Regions from separate parts of the Mus musculus genome. Here regions 2, 3 and 4 are each linked to region 1. Evidence: chromatin contacts called from public HiCAR-type, HiChIP or PLAC-seq and promoter capture Hi-C data. All regions are on one chromosome and are shown on one strand. The core of a region is the stretch at or near the end of the contact, and the rest is flanking DNA. Distances in the headings are between cores, read along the strand shown.

What was found. Promoter capture Hi-C pulls out the DNA fragments that hold promoters and counts their contacts. HiCAR-type assays count read pairs that join an accessible place to other places. HiChIP or PLAC-seq counts read pairs in DNA pulled down with a chosen protein or histone mark.
Region 2: a contact with region 1 is called in an H3K27ac HiChIP or PLAC-seq map of embryonic stem cells, with 17 times the contacts expected there. The contact joins the promoter of Atoh1 here to the promoter of Grid2 in region 1. A contact is called at or near these places in 2 of 39 promoter capture datasets (embryonic stem cells and hippocampal neurons), 4 of 484 Hi-C or Micro-C datasets (all in embryonic stem cells), 4 of 115 datasets of contacts at active chromatin or transcription factors (astrocytes, embryonic forebrain and embryonic stem cells) and 1 of 9 other capture datasets (embryonic stem cells).
Region 3: a promoter capture Hi-C map of hippocampal neurons shows a contact between it and region 1, with 17 times the contacts expected there. The contact joins the enhancer-like site here to the promoter of Grid2 in region 1. A contact is called at or near these places in 7 of 39 promoter capture datasets (cranial neural crest, embryonic stem cells, frontonasal cranial neural crest and 3 more), 5 of 115 datasets of contacts at active chromatin or transcription factors (astrocytes, embryonic forebrain, embryonic hindbrain and 2 more) and 1 of 9 other capture datasets (embryonic stem cells).
Region 4: a contact with region 1 is called in a HiCAR-type map of astrocytes, with 5 times the contacts expected there. The contact joins the promoter of Smarcad1 here to the promoter of Grid2 in region 1. A contact is called at or near these places in 2 of 39 promoter capture datasets (cranial neural crest and hippocampal neurons) and 2 of 115 datasets of contacts at active chromatin or transcription factors (astrocytes and forebrain).

The regions. Positions count from the first base shown.
Region 1 is chr6:63,254,700-63,258,672 of GRCm38.p6, reverse strand. It overlaps Grid2 (glutamate receptor, ionotropic, delta 2), which reads right to left and starts at 2,667. Exons shown (of 16, transcript NM_008167.3): 1 at 1,729-2,667. The coding sequence starts at 1,816.
Region 2 is chr6:64,727,131-64,731,098 of GRCm38.p6, reverse strand. It overlaps Atoh1 (atonal bHLH transcription factor 1), which reads right to left and starts at 1,974. Exons shown (of 1, transcript NM_007500.5): 1 at 1-1,974. The coding sequence starts at 1,776. The coding sequence ends at 721. Gm35851 (a long non-coding RNA gene) reads left to right here and starts at 2,238. Exons shown (of 3, transcript XR_377731.4): 1 at 2,238-2,538.
Region 3 is chr6:61,328,479-61,332,445 of GRCm38.p6, reverse strand. The region is part of intron 3 of Ccser1 (coiled-coil serine rich 1); the gene reads right to left. Among named protein-coding and RNA genes, the nearest start is that of A730020E08Rik, 150 kb to the right of the region's middle. Within about 2 kb of position 2,500, at least 9 of the 459 cell types and tissues checked have an H3K27ac peak or open chromatin away from gene starts, as enhancers often do. A contact at or near this core is called in forebrain and hippocampal neurons, where this site is marked.
Region 4 is chr6:65,040,071-65,044,243 of GRCm38.p6, reverse strand. It overlaps Smarcad1 (SWI/SNF-related, matrix-associated actin-dependent regulator of chromatin, subfamily a, containing DEAD/H box 1), which reads right to left and starts at 1,653. Exons shown (of 24, transcript NM_001355250.1): 1 at 1,514-1,653; 2 at 799-1,038. The coding sequence starts at 988.

The DNA.
Region 1 (3,973 bases), core at 1,418-3,917:
AGAATAAGAAGATTTATACATGTTTGTAAATTATGTACTTAACATGTGGAGCACAGAATAAGCAATAAAACAAACACTTATCTACAAGTACCCCCGTGGGGGGAGTGGCAAACATAAGTGAGAAACCCCCAGTCATCAAATGAATATAAAGAAAGGCATAGCAATCCCACCCCCGGTCCTGCTCTACTCACTTACAACTGGACATAAATTCATGTCATGTCTTTACGAAAAGCATGGTTCATTTCCAAACTCTTATCAGAGCGTTACTGAACCCTTCAATGAGATTTCTTCCTGAAAAGTTCTGAACCTACAGGCACTGTAAGCCCCAGGCAAAACGGGATCCAGAAGGCCAGCTATGTAATGCTTCATTTTCTTAATGCACAAGGGCAAGGCTTTCTGAATTGTGACCTCATTACCCCTTGCACAGAGACATATAGTCCCATTGAAATAAATGATAGAGAATGGCAGACATGTTTACAAAGACAGCCTATAATACCAAAAGAGGGAGCCCCCTGGAGCTGAAGATCTGTCCACCACAGGCACAAACACACCAGACAGAAGCCCCTTGCTTGGAAGTAACTACCACCTGCAGCTGCTTCACCTGCCACGTGTGTGTGTGTGTGTGTGTGTGTGTGTGTGTGTGTGTACGCGCGCGCGCGCGCGCCACGGTAGAAGGGCAAAGAAGCTGTGACCCATCTGTCGCCAGGATTTGCAGAACAGGAAACCATTTGTACTGATAAAACTCCTGTACCCAAAAAAGAAAAAAAAAAAAAATCCTCCAGAGGGGCCTCACTGCAGCCCAGCAAATGAACCTTGCTTGCCCAGGGGGCGAATTGCCGAAAAGGAAATCATCACATTAACGCGGAAAAAAAAAAAAAAAAAAAAAGGCTGCAAAAGCCAGTCTCCACTTAGCTCTCAGGGATTAGCAAGTGAGAAGAGTTGGAGCCCTCGCTGCGGGCACCCTGCATGATAATGACTCGAGCCCCGCCGCTCCAGCCACGTTGCCCGGACGCTCGGCTCGCCAATAGGTGGGGCCAGGAGCCTGGCGACCCGCGGGGCCTCGGGGCGCCCGGACTCAGCTCGCCCGGGAGCAGCTCTGGAGATGGCTGTCAGAGGCCACCGTGTCTGTGCCGGGCACCGGAGCGGCCTGCGCCGGCATTGGCGTCTCCCACGCCCCGGACTGGGAGCGAGTGCCCCGCCATCCTCTCCAGCCTCCGAGTCGCGGGAACCGCAGAGGACGGCGAGCTTGGGAGTCCGCATCGATCGCCGCAGCGGACTCGGCCGCTCAGGATGCAAAACCACCTGTTCGAGCCGCGGGGAGCGCCCCCGGCCCCAGCCCGCATCTCTCCCCCGCGGATGCCACTGCCAGCCTTACCCCCTATGATTTTTTTTTAATGGCTCAAATGTACATCCGGGAAAAATCGAGAAGATAGAGTCAATCAAACTTCCTTCTCCCCACACCCGGAGTCCCCACACTCCCCACACTCCTGCGCGGAGGCAGGCGTGAGCCTCTAGTGCCCGGCCCGCACTCCACACACGGCCTCACTCCGCGCCGCGAGGCTCAGTCACTGCTTAGGGAAAGCTGAGCCCGTGAGAGCGCGGGCACCGAGGGGAGCGAACCTAGGCCACTCTGGCAGCAGCCGGAGGCTCGAGGGGGTGGGGAAGCAGAGATCACAGCCAAGGAAACGTTAGGGAAAGTCGCCACAAGCCACAGAAGCCCTGTCTTACCGATGTGGATGATAGAATCAGCGGTCGCCAGGTCCCAGGTTCGAGACCAACAGAAGGACAGAAACAAGAGCAAGGGGAAAACTTCCATCCTCCGATGCCGATCCTCCTTGACCACGACTTTGCTTCCAAGACGTAGATATTCTCTTAAGCGGTCCACAGAGTTTGAGGTCAGGATAGAGTTGAGTGCAGCTTTCCCCCTAATTTCCAAATCCCTCTTTACAGCACAATCTTTTCTGGTCACAGAAGAGGCACGGGCGACCCGAGAGCTAGCACAGCCAGAGGCAGCCTCCTCCCAAGCCCTGTCACTCGGAGGGGAATTTTGGCATTGCCAGAGTTGTTTGCAGTTGGGCTTTTTAAAAAATGTATCCAGCCTTGGCTGCTCTCGGACGGGGGGCGAGGCTGGCGCTCAGACGGTGGCCGTGGCCGCACGGGGGCCGCGGTGGCGGGTCCCAGCTCCGCCGCAACTTGGGCACCCCCGCGCCGGATGTGCCCGCGCCCTCCCCCGCCGCCGAGCCCCTCCACCCGGGGCCGTGCGCGGTCGTGGCGCCTCGCGGCCAGCTCTCAGTGCCACCAGCGAGGATGAAGATGCGATCGGAGTCGCCAGATTCCAGCGGGGAGGGGGAGGTCCGCTTCGGGAGGGGTGGCAAAAGTGAACTTGAAGGTAATGCAGCTAGTAATGCAGAGAATACTCCCCTTCGGCGCGAGACGGGCCCCGGAGCTGGCGCGGCGGGCGCGGTGGCGGGGGAGTCCGGCGGGAGCGAGCAGCGGGCCAGGCCGGCGCGCGGAGCCGCGGCTGCAGGATGCTCCCGAGCCGCTCGCCTGGCGGGATGCGGGAAGCCAACAGCAGCCTGGCAAGCTCCGCTGCAGCCCCACGTTGCCTAGAAATGGATCACCTAGGAGAAGCGAGTCCGCAAGAGAGCGGTGCTGTCAGGCGGAGAGGGGAACCGAGAGAGGAAGAGCTTCTAATAACCACCTCCTCCCCCTATCTGCAATACAAGGGAGAAACAAAACCGCGCTCTCAATTCCCTGGGAATCTTCACCCGGACTGAGAAAGGCAGGACTCAAAGAGAAGGCAGTGAAGTCCCCCACCTGCCTTGACGGTTTTTTTTTTTTTTTTGGATGTTTTTGTTTTTCCCCGTAGGTTATAAAAACAACCTAAAAAGCCACCCCACTTATTTAACCTTGCTATCCCCCAACAGGTACCGGACTTTTTTCTAGGCGTCGTCTGGAATTAGTCACATTGGCTAAGAACAAATTAGGGACACCTAGTCACTTAGGGAAAAGAAGACCTAGAAAGCTTTTAATGAGATTTCAATTATAAAGTTATAAAAAGCGGAGAACGTGCTAATTACCTTTAAACAGTGGGTTGCTCCCCCCCCCCCCCTTTCGGTCTCTGGTGTTTTTAAGGCAATCAAAATGCAGAAAGAATTTTGATATACTGTTAGAAAACAGACAGTCTTGACATTCAAATATATATCTAAAAATGTTAAGGACAATAAAACAAAACAAACAAAACAGCCTCAGTCGTCAAAATCCTGCATTAAGTTAATCACCTGTGCAGTTAAGTAGCCACAGGGAAGCTACTTGCTGTTCTTGGGGAGCCTGCAGATGCACTGTAAGGTAAGGTCCCGGCCTTAAAAGAAGGGATTTTGTGCAAGCTTTACCCCTGCTCTTGGTGACTTCTAATGACTAGTTTATATCCTTCCATCTTATTGCAGAAGGGGGTTCTGTTAACTCAATCAAGTGTGTAACTGAGGTCAGCTATTAACAGCTCTGATACTGTTTCAATTACAAACGTAGTCCACTGGCTGGGAAACTTGTTACCTGGGGGATGGATATCAGAACCCAAGTTCATTGTGAATCTGGCTAAGATCTTTTGTTCCTGTTTCCTCACTGACCCCTTTTCTACTATCTTGATGATTTGACTTAGTTGCCTATTCTCGCGTCTGAAATATCCTAACTTTCCTTCATTTTGTAAATTCCATCCCTGGACGTTCGAGAAAATGTTTTGTTCTTTTGCTGCTCACATCAACAGTATCTCATGGATTACAATAAAGTCATTCAAGTCCCTCAGCACCTCAAGAGCAGAAACCTGTCACTCATGAAACACTGCCCGACCCTTGAGTATGAAATAATCCCACCCATCTCCTAGGCTCTCAATGCAGTCTTCCATGGAGTCTAAAAGAAACACTACTTTAAAATGAGCTCACCAATGTCTTCACTGATGGTTGGGACTTATACACAT
Region 2 (3,968 bases), core at 725-3,224, 1.5 Mb before region 1:
GCAATAATAAATAACTTTTCTAATGTTAACAAAGCAAAATAAAATTGACCAAATGCCTTTGACACTACATGTTTTTTTTTAATTTTCATTTGCAAAAACAAACATTTGCAAAGAGTTTAATGATTATGAGTGGCTGTTTTTAAAATCAAAAGTTGCTCTGCATTGGCAGTTGAGTTTCTTCAAGGCGGCGCAGCGGCCAGTGATGAAGTGCGTGTATTCTGGGTCCGCTAGACACACTGCTGGACACACTTGGTGTCTAAGCTCTACAGATACTCTTATCTGCCCCTGCATTTTAACAACACAATAGTCCGTGTTCAGTAAAGTACCCAATGCGGGTCTCAAGCAGTTGGGGAAACAACTTCATTGACTAACTCCCTTATTTGTGAGTGAGCGCAACACGCAAGGATGAACTCCCAAGGTATAAAATAAGTGAAACCCAGACCAGAGGCAGAGATACGACATTTTAGCAGCATATTGGCAGCATGGACCATGAAACGATGCCACGTAAAGGTACATATAATGATACAGTATCTACATACAGAGGAAGGAGAAGGTAGGAGGAAGGGGATTGGAAGAGCTGCAGCCGTCCGAAGTCAAGTCGTTGCTAACAACGATCACCACAGACCAAAAATTAAAGGGTGCAGGGATATTTGTCACGGGGCTTCCCGCGCGCTAGGAAGGGCATTTGGTTGTCTCAGTTTTCAGGGAGCTGTTGCCTTCCTAACTGGCCTCATCAGAGTCACTGTAATGAGAGTGGGGGGAAAACTCTCCGTCACTTCTGTGGGATCTGGGAGATGTTTTGCTGTTGTCCTCCTGTACAGGCTGCAGGATGCCCCCGGGCAGCGAAGGCGACAGGTCCTTCTGTGCCATCATCGCTGTTAGGGCCCTGTCCTCGAAGGCTGGGAAGTGCAAAGCGTCCAGCTGCACCGAGTAACCCCCAGAGGAAGCTGGGCCTGAGAAGCGAGTCCGGCAAGGCCCGGGCGGGGTAGGTCTCGGGCCCCCTCCCGGGGCTGGCTGAGCCCCAGCTACCGCAGAGGCGCCCGCACCTCCTTCATAGGAGGAGGCGGTGCGAAGGTGATGGTGGTCATTTTTGCAGGAAGCTGTGGGCGGCGGCGGTTGCTCTCCGACATTGGGAGTCTGCAGCAACTCCGACAGAGCGTTGATGTAGATCTGGGCCATCTGTAGGGTCTCATATTTGGACAGCTTCTTGTCGTTGTTGAAGGACGGGATAACGTTGCGCAGCTGGTCGAAGGCGTGGTTCAGCCCGTGCATCCTGCGCCGTTCCCTTGCGTTTGCTGCCAGCCTCCTTTGCTTCTGTACCCCATTCACCTGTTTGCTGGAAGGGGCTCGCTGGCGGCTGCAGCCAAGCTCGTCCACTACAACCCCACCCTTCAGCTTGCACAGCTGTTCCCGTACTTTGACGGGCCCGGGGCTCTTGCTGAGGCCGCCACAGCCGCTTCTCCTTACCAGCTCACCCTGGCTGTCAGCCTCGTCCCGGGGCGCCGCGGCCTCGGAGGCACCCAGCTCGGGAGAATGCAGCAGATACTGGGCGGCGCGTGCCGTGCAGAGGCCCTGCAAAGTGGGAGTCAGCCAGGCGCGTGGGTCGGTGCTATCCAGGAGGGACAGTTCTGCCGGGTAGACGGGAAGGTCTCTCGCCTGCAGGGTAGCAGGTGGCTGTGGCGTCAGCGGCGGGACGTGGTGCGGCTGGGGATGGCGATGGTGGTCCCCCAACTCTTTTACCTCAGCCCACTCTTCTGCATGCAGCAGGCGGGACATCGCACTGCAATGGCTCGGAGGTGCCGTGTTAGAGGAGGTGCTGGCAACCCAGTTCAACGAAGGGGATAAGCCCCGAACAACAACAACAAAAACCTTCCTAGTCTCTTCTGCAAGGTCTGATTTTTTTTCCTTCCTCCTCTGACCCTCCCCCTCTCACTCGGAGATCGCACACCAGGTCGCGTGCAACGAAGCTTCTCCGGTTGCTGAAGGCGCTGCGCCCCTTTAAAAAGCGGCACGCGCCAGTGTATCTCCCCCGGCTCCCCTCCCAGCCCCCTCCTTGCGCCAGTCGCGTGTCTGCCCAGTCAAAGAAGGGGGCGGGCAGGCGCGTGCGAGGAGCCAATCAAAGAGTTTTTACACCCAGTGAAAAGTTACTGTGTGCCGAGGAGTTCAGCTCTGGCTCTGGAAAAAAAAAAAAAAAGAAAAAAAAATTCCCCCTTGTCCCTCTAGTCAGTTCTGGAAATTCATATGTTAATTGTGGGGCTGTAATTCGACTCCTGAGGGTGTCACCTCCCAGGCGACCTGAGTGAGGGGAATGGGGGGTGGGAGGGGAGAAGAAGCGGGCTCCCGGCTGGTGTCCTAGCGGCCCCAGCTCAGATGAGACCCAGGGTAGGCGGCTCCCGGCCAAGCTGGACGCGCCTAGAGCCTTCGGGGCACCAACTGGAGTAGCCCGCCTGGCCTGAGATCCCTCCAAGCCTGGATCACAGCTCTCAAGAAACTCGTAAAATCGCCCATGTGCAATGTGACAGAAATACATATAGAGAGGTGTGTATATAGCTCTTACCTATTGCACATTTAATTTGTAGAAGTGTTAAGTGGCGTCTAATCAAAAATCAGAACAAGGTGAAAACCATTCGCTTCTGGGAACGTATTTCTTAATTTTGACTTTGTCTGCATCTCTTGGTCCACATAGTACTTGGATTTTTTTTCATGTAGTCTTTTTTTTTTTTAATGGAAAGTAAAGCTGCGGTATAGTTATGACATACCAAAATCGGGATTGCCCCAGGAGCCTTTGAGCGTGTTTCTTAGAGCCCGTTAGGGTCTCAGTCTGCAAAAGCCCTTCGCGGAGGATATCGCGCTACGCTGAGCTATCGCAAGGGATCATGCAAACAGTTTCAAAACTCACAGCGTAGGACTCATAAACGCAGAGCCACAGGAGGCTGCCGGAATTAGTGCAAAAGGTCTTTGGGTTCTTTGTGATTCTGGGCATTTTGAAACTGCTGCCTCGGGAGGCCCCGGTTTACTAGTGCGCGTGGCTTCTTGCGCAAACGCCCAGAAACCACAGTCAAACCCACCTGTCCCGCTCTGTTTAGTTAGGGTGTTCACTCCCTCTATAAACCGCTCCCCTCCTACCTCTTTAGCCCTCCGCCTGGTAGTTTACCACAAAGAGCCAATCAGAAACTTCCTGGCTCGGGACACGCCCCAGCTTGCTCCTAGTGCTCTCCAGTTTGGGCTTTCTTCGTCCCTGGGGCACCAGAGTGGGTGGCAACTGTGGCTGGTGCTTTCGATTTTCAGGGTGGTTGCTACTCTAGGAGGACTTTCGTCTTCCGGCAGATGGTACCGCAGAAAGCTCCCTGGAACCTGTCTTTGCAGGGTCCAGTGCCGTTGAAATGTTCCGCTAGCAGGGACCTGATCCAACCTGCCATCTGGAGCTCCTTGTGCGAAGGATTTCAGCGGCTGGAGTAAACTAGTGTTTATATCTCACAAGATAGAGAAGGACAGAAGAGAGTTCAAAGTTATCGTCAGACTTCACCTGTTTCTCTATTTCCAGTGTGCCCATTTGCTACTGTATAAAGAACAGTTCCGGGCCTTCCAATGCTGACAGAAAGATCAGAGGAGCCCTTTTCTTAAAGAGTGTAAGCTCTGCAGAAATAAATACTCTAACAATAGATGGGGTGGGGGGTAGACAGGTAAATCAGGAAGTACCCTCCAAACCTAAAAGACAACCATCGACAACAATAAAGGAAAAGGTAATAATGCCTTTATTTGGCGGGTACAGCATTCTTCTGTATTTTTGGAGACTGGTCTGGGTACTGTTGAAATCAACCAACACTGTACCTAGCTTTACTAACTGTCAAGTACAATCTGAAAAGCAAGACTTTCCAGTAACCGAGGGACCCAACATCATCAATTGTGTATGAAAGACAACGTGAGAGCCTGGAAAGGTTAGGTAGCCATGACGGCTTTGTTCTTCA
Region 3 (3,967 bases), core at 1,251-3,750, 1.9 Mb after region 1:
GATTCCCTGGAAACAATGAATATGTTTTTGGTTTCTTAGTAATTTGAGCAAGAGGATATTATCCTAGAAAATGTTGCCCGTTGATTTACATACTCCACAGTCTTCAAGATGTACGGCAGTGACACTAAGCCTCATAATCTGATTTATATATTTTCTAAGCCCTGTCAGGCTAATGTTAAAGATAATTACAACCAAGACATATTTTTCATGCAAGAAGAAGATAATGAACTCTCATACACTCACAGAGATAAGCACTTTATCAAGTATCACTCCTCTGGTTTCCCTTCAAGATCCAGCAGGATAAAATGCTGCTTACTAAAAATTTACATATGAATACATAGATATTCCAGCTGATAATTTAAATAGCGACTTTCCAAAGATTATGATATTATTAATCTTACAATAATGACAAGAGTCCTTAAAATTATATTCTATTTGGAACCATTCCATTTCTCACTCACTGTAGAGGAGCCGCCTTTACAACAAACATCACTACTAATTCTCATCTTGAAAGTCCTTTAAAAAGTCTTATGTTAAAGTACATTCTATGTTAAATCTGTTTAAAGTTTTATTGTTATGAAACACATGCAGTCATTAGGGCTGATGCTTAACCTTTCAGGATAATACCTATATCTAACGCGAACTGAACACTTATTTTAACTAAGCCATTGGGTTAGACTGTCTGTAACATTCTGAAGAGGATGAATACCCAGAATTCATAATAAAATGCAAAATTAACAGGAGCTGAACTCTGAATAATATTAGTATCTCCAAGACTCCTGAGAATCATATGGGAATGGTTAGAAATGGAAAAGAGAAACCCATTAAATGGCTTGACATGGTGGACTTGTGAAGCATGAAGTTGTCATGTTAAATTAACTGAATTGCTGAGAGGCCAAAGTTACAAATTATGCAATTGGCACTGCAGCTGATTAACAGCTTCTAATCTCTCCACTGCCTTACAACTGCTGTAGTTATAATTTTCTTTGAATCCATAAACTATGTCCCATTTCTAAATGTTTTAAATGAGCACAAATTCAGGAATGAAATTCGACTTGACAGAAACAATTTGAGTAATAGTGTAGTTTTCTCTGAGGACTTTTTAAAACAGAAGTCTCATTGCACAGGCAATTTGCCATGAAAGAACAAAGGAGTTATACTCTCCTTGTGGTGTTGTTTGTAGATAAACGTAAGTCAGCATTTTAGAGTAAGTAAGTATGGCCATGGCCTCCAGTGGGCATTGGGACACATAATTTAAGGAGGAAAAAGTTCTTTCCTTCAGTCTCTCTTAGTGAGGTCAGAAAGTGAATATATGTCTTGGAGAGGTGTACACGGCCTTTGTGAATCAGGTCCTGTAATGATTGCCATGAAGCCATTTGAAGTATTGAAGGAACAACATAGTGGGGCATGTTACTTATCATTGCAAAGGAATTATGTAAAGCTACTACAAACTGCCAAGGGTTCATCTCAATTTCAGTGTTTTACATGTGTCACCCTTCTTTTGCCCAGGGCTCTATTTTAGACCTTGAAGGTTATTATCATTTAAACAACAACAACAACAAAAAAGCCCATACTCTTAGGGCTCTTTTATCTCAATACTGAGTCACACATAAACAAACAAAAATATAAAATGGTGAGACGTGTTATGAAGAATTTAATGGAAAACAGTAAGGATCAAGGGAGATAAAAAGTAGAAATGCTAAGGTCTGTCAGACTGGCAGAAACCTGGAAGAGAGTAGCATGTGGCTGCTGGAGGGATTCCTGCAAGACACCTTAACGTGAAATCATTAGACAATGTGGGAAGGAATCTAGAAGGGCAGCAAGCTGGAAACAGCAATCAAGGGCCAAGCTTTGTAAGACAAGTGGGAGAGAAAACACAGCCCAGAACCCTGAGAAGCATCCAGGGCTAGGGACCTTTGCTTCTGTGGGTGAGTGGGAAGAGCCTTGGGAGTGTGGTAAGTGCACAGAACGTAATTTACTTTCAATGTTGAAAGGATCACTCCAGTGTGGTTCAAATGAAGGAGCTGATAGCAAAGGCAGAGGAGCAGTCAGGAGGCTGCAGAAGGACCAGACACTGATGTGGGAAGTCAGAGAAGAGGAGAGCTGATCTGCTTGCATATACCGTAGGAGTGATGAATGAAGAAAGAAGTGGGGTGGAGGAGCAGAAAGGAGGAAAATTTGGAAATAGTAGCACAAGCACTTCCAGGAGCCCATGCAATGCCAAGTTCAAGCTTTTGGTCTGAGAAACAGGATCAAAGACAGTAATTGGATTTTCTGCGCAGTCACTGCACAGAGAACGGAGCTCATTTTCCTACAAAAGGATCATATAATGAACTATGTAAAAGCATGAATAATTCATTATTAAAATTATACAATGTGTTTAAAGCTGAGGGAGGGGAGCGGGTGAAGAGGCCAAGGCCACCTCTCCTGCACACAGTTCTCCCTTTAGGATCCCACAGAGCAGAGTCCTCACACTAAAGTCAACAGATGACGTTTTACTTAAGTGCATAAAATCTGCGCTGATAAAGGATGCATGCGCCACAGCGGGACACAGATCAGCTCACGTGATACCAACGGAAAGCAAAGAACAGAAGTGAAAAGAGCTGGGTTTCTGTCACCTCTCAGAATGTCCAGTCATTTTCCTGAAGCAGCTTTAAACAACATTCTCAGAGACAGGGTGCGGCTCAGTGGTGAGGAATGGGCTTAACAGGCAGTGCACTGGCTTTAACCCAGGACCACAAACACGGAAACGAAGTGTAAATAATTAAGCCATTAAGTAGAATTCTCCTAGTGTTTTTTAATAAACTAGGTATTACAAATGCAATTAATCCATCTGAACAATCACCGATCTGAGTGCTACACTGAGGTGAGAACTCAAGTTCTCCTTTAGTAGCATTAGAGTGGAGCACTGTTTCACAGGAGAAACTAGCACTGTTTCTAAGGTTTAAAAAAATGAAAGTTGGTCTTTAACAAGTTACTGATGTAAAAGCAAAGTTGAAAAAGCAAATGGGAAAAAATGTAAAAAGAAGCAGCAATAAGATTAGTCTTGGTTAGGAATTTTCCTGGTTGTTGTTGGTGGTGGTGGGTTTGTGTGTGTGTGTGTGTGTGTGTGTGTGTGTGTGTGTGTGTGTGTGTATGTGTGTTTCTTTGTTCTGTTCTTTATCAACATAATCTGAGAGAAGGGAAACTAATTAAGAAAAGGGCCCCACCAGACTAGCCTACAAGCTAGCCTGTGGGGAATTTCTTAATTAATGTTTATGTAGAGAGGCTCACACCACTGTGGGTGATGTTTCCCTTAGGCAGGGGATTCTTGGGGGTATAAGGAAGCCATCAGGAGCAAGCCAGTAAGCAGTGAGCCATCATGGCCTTTGCTTTAGTCCCTGCCTCCAGCTTCCTGCCTTCAGCTCCTGTCTTGGCTTCCTGCTCTTATGCACTGTGATGTAAATGTAGAGGTGAATCAAACCCTTGTCTCCCCAAGGTTCTTTTGGTCATGATCTTTCACACAGGTGTAGAAAACATATACAACATCTGTCTTTCATAAGACAAACAGTGAAGTATTGAGTAAAATGTAATTTAAATATAAATAAATATGTAATATGCTGAATTATATGAGAAGTGAATTTAACTTATGGGCTCTAAATATTAAAAATATTTTCTGAAAGTGTTGTTACCCATAAATTAAACTTAATTATTTACCTTTTATATAACTGACATATTATAAAGCATACAAACATAATATTTATCTAAAATTTTGATATTTAACTTTTGCTCCATTATCATATGCTATTCTTATCAAGTTCTTTATGGAGAGGAATAAAATAATATCAATTTAACAGCAACACTGAAAAATGCAGTCATAAGATGGGAAGAGTAGACTAAAGAATAGAAATAAAGTTTTATAAAAACCCAGTAAGAGGTCACATCAGATGGCAGCCAAGCTGCCAAACTTACAGATAATTTACTTGTA
Region 4 (4,173 bases), core at 404-2,903, 1.8 Mb before region 1:
TTACTCCTCAGTTCTGCTTATCCATAATGCTCTGCTACAATTGGTTTGAATTTTTTTATTCACTAAGAGTTACAAACTATTCAAGTGAATTCTGGAGATTTCCAAAAAGTTAGGTGGAAGGAGTATTTCTTTAACCTTTATTTGGATCTAGATGTTATCTTCAAGCATCTGTCACATCTAGCTTGCAGAAAAGATCAGTGCTGGGGGAAGCATGAAACCCCATCTGCAATCACTGGAGAAGGTAAGGCAGGGAGGGACACTGCTTTCAAAAAGCCAGGAAAAGATGTCAGGTGCGGTGACATGTGGCTGGAATCCCAGCAACTGGGAGGCAGAGGCAGAAGGATCACAAGTTCAAAGCCATCCAGTCCACGCGGTTTCACACAAGCGCCAAGGCCACAAAGTCAGATCCTGCCTCAAAACAAACAAAAGAGACAGAACAAGGGGCGAAAAATGAAAATATTAGAATGGATGAAAACCTGTAACTAAATTAATAACCTTGAAGTCTACTAGAACTGCCTACATTCTTCTCTCAGTAGCCATTCTGACCCAAGAATTCTCTACACTCGGCTTTCAGCGTCCACCATTATGCTGAATCCCAAGAACTCCTACAAGTGAGACAATGGAGGTAAGGCTCGGGTTGGCAGGTAGTTGGTGGCTATGGCAGTCCCAATGCTGGATTTCAATGCACAAAACTGGAAACACTGTATCAATCTGTGTAACATTAAAGTGTAACAAAAAAGTGGATTCCCTCCTGCCTGTCACCTCCGGTTGTTATCAGTGTGCAACATTGTAACTCACCTGTTTTCTCAGTTACATCTGAGTCTGGGGTGTTTGCCCTGCTACCTTCCCCTTCAGCATTCTCCTCTTCAGCACTAAGAGAAATTGGTGACGAAGGACGGGCCTGGGAGGGCTGAGGGGCTGCTTCGGGTGCTTCCTCAATCTTACTCCTTTTCTCAAAGCGAAAACGGTCCAAGTTGAAAAGATTCATATTGGGAGGAACCACCACCCTGAGGGGGCTGACAGCTTTCAATGAACTAGCTGCAGGGAGGGAACAAAAAACAGGGGGATGAGGCGGTGAAAACAAGGAGCCACACAAAGCCACCACACTTGGCTCCCAGAGAAAGGGGGTCCGGCCGCACCGATGCCCGAGCCCGGTTCCGGCTGTGCTTTGTTAGGCCACACGGGGACGGCGGATTGCAGTCCCGGCCAAATGCCCGTCGCGCCCTCGACCCGGCCCGCGCGACCCCACGAGCCCGAGCCGACCCTCGCACGAGGTCCTCACCCGGGCCGCAGAGGTGCGCGCCCGCCTTCCCGCCACGCAGCCCGCACCGAGCGCCCGCCGCCTCCACAAAGCCCGCGAGGCCCGAGCCTCCGCCGCGGGAACACAAAGGGCCGAAGCGGGAGCGGCGCGCCGCCCGGAAGTAGACGCGGCGAGGCCCGGCCGAGGAGGAAGCTTGACAGGCCGGCGCGCCGCCGAAGGGAGCCCGCCGCCCGCACGCACGCACGCACTTACAGCCTGGCAGGCTCCTCGTTGGAACAAAGGTGGACAAGAACAAAATAATTCTTTGAGGGAGGCGACGGTAGCCTGGCCGGGACCTTCCAAGGCAGCGCTGGGCAAGCCACGGAGCGCGTAGTGATGACGCAACACGCAGCCCAGGCCTTGTTCTCCCAAGCGTCGCGTGGTCAGAAAAATGTCTGAGCGCGCCGTTGTCATGGTAACCTGTATCTATCTCTGCTAGATTCTAAGGCTGGAATTGTTTCTTGGTTCCTTTTCACCGCGCCGGCTACAGAGCTAATAAAACAATAAAACAAGATGAGAGCAAATGGCGTCGCAAGATACAATTAATTCGGAGCTTGTCGGTTATGTTCCACAATGTCAATATGCAATATAATTTTTCACTAAATTTATGTTCGTCGTTTCGAACGTGACAGTGTTTTAATTGTGTAATCTCAATCATTACAAGACAGTTTTACAAAATAAAAAAAACTGAGGCCTGGCGGGTAAAGGCGCTTTTTAAAGGTGCTTGTTACTAAGTTTGATGACCTGAGTTCAATCACCTAGAGCCACTTAGTAAAAGGAAAAAAACCAATTCTGAACGTTGTTCTCTGGCTTCCACAAGTGTTCTGTGAGACAGAGCGCGCACACACATACACACACACACACACACACACAGTCCTGCAGATGCTAAGTAATTAGTAAGAGACAATATCTGATACTTTTCAACACAAAGGCTTTGCTTGAGCTTCTCCACTGTTGACATGATTTTCCTTGGTTTTGTTTGTTGGCATTTTCTCTTCTAGTCGATTTGTGATACGTGTGCACCATGTTGGATATCCTTTCAGGAAATGATCCCATAGCACACCAAGAAGCAACAGACCAAGGAAAGCTCATACATCCTTTTCTGTGGTAGCCCACCTTCTCTGAGATTAATCTACTTAAAGGAGAACAACATTAATCCCTTGTCTGGACCATGGCCCCATCACTGGACCTCACCCTGAAAAGGTTTCCTTACCTCTCTACCCTACTATACTAGAAAATAGCTCGGGAAAAAAAATGAAAATAGCTTCTTCCACATACATCACCTTTTGAGTACACACACCAACCATACCCAAACCAAAGCAGTCACAATAGAACAGTAGCACATTCCAGATGGCATAAACACAAGGAAACATTTTCTCTGAGATCTGAAATACACTGAAAGTATTTTGTAGACCTATTCTGGCCTCCTTTCTAGACTTGTGACACCATGTTCTTGTGCCTGCACTTACCTTGTCTATGTCCACATTTCTTCTAATGAGAACATAATTTGTACAATATGGGAGCGTGTGCTAGTCACTTCATTTTAACTTCATTACCTTTTCTGAAGACCCTATGTCCAAATGTGGTCCCTTTCTGAACTACTTGGGACTCAGGACTCAACACGCAGAGTTTGTAAGAGCATAAACCAACTAATAACAGTCAACCAGAAAGGAGAATTCTGTTAAGGACAGATAATTTGGGGCTAGTAGTCACTTTGTTTATCCTTATTCCTTGAGACTCTAAAGAAGCCTTTAATCCCAGCACTTGGGAGGCAGAGACAGGCAGATTTCTGAGTTCAAGGCCAGCCTGGTCTACAGAGTGAGTTCCAGGACAGCCAGGACTACACAGAGAAACCCTGTCTCAATTTGCTTTTGAAACTTGAAGTCAAGGAAACAGTGTGGTGCAAGTACTGCTGTTCTAGCCCACAAAGAGTTTTCTGTACAAAATTTTGAGAATCAATAAAGATGGGAGAACTTGGAATGTTTGAACCACAGCTCTCAGAACTTTAGTAACAGCACAACAAATTAAAACAACTCATGCCACAGTGTAAAAAAAAGAAAAGAAAAAGAAAAAAGAAACCCTGTCTCAAAAACCAAAACAAACAAACAAACAAACAAAAACCACAAAACCAGAAGCCATAATATGTTCCCAAAGCGCCTGTGTGGATTCAAAAAGAGAAAAATAAATAAAAGCAAATAAACATTTTAAACGATAAAATATAAATAAATAAATAAATAAATAAATAAATAAATAAGCATGCATGCAAGCCACTTGACATTATAAGAACAAATTTCCAAATATGCCACTGGGTATGTTTTCTGTAGAATGCCTACTGCTGGGCATGAAGTCTGCTTTTAAAAGTAGTCTGTATACTGTAATGGCTATTCCTGGTTGTCATCTTGACTCTATCTGGAATGAACTATAATCCAGAATTGGAGGGCTCACCTATGATACAAACCTAGCACACCTCACTCTGTGATGGAAATGCCATGCATACCGTAAAACTCAGCAAGGAGACAGCACCATCTGCCAAAACTAAAACAAAGGCCTAATCCACCCAAGTCCATACAGTTCTGGAAAAGTCTCAAAATGTACTAACCTTGCTTTTTGGCTTCTGTAGTTCTGCTTCTGATTAGCTATTCTTGTTAACTCAAGTATGTCAACCCAGGCCTTAATTTTTTTTTTTTTTTCTTAAAACCTCACCCTGAGGTGCTCAGGGCTATACTGGGATTTCAAACATCCAGTGGAGTTGCTGACTATTAAAGACTTTTTGGCTTACACCCATGTCCTAGCAGTCTTCTCTGGTGAACACCTAACTGCAGGGCCTTCTGGAGAAAGTTGAGTCAACTAAGTGTCTCCTTGAAACACGAGTT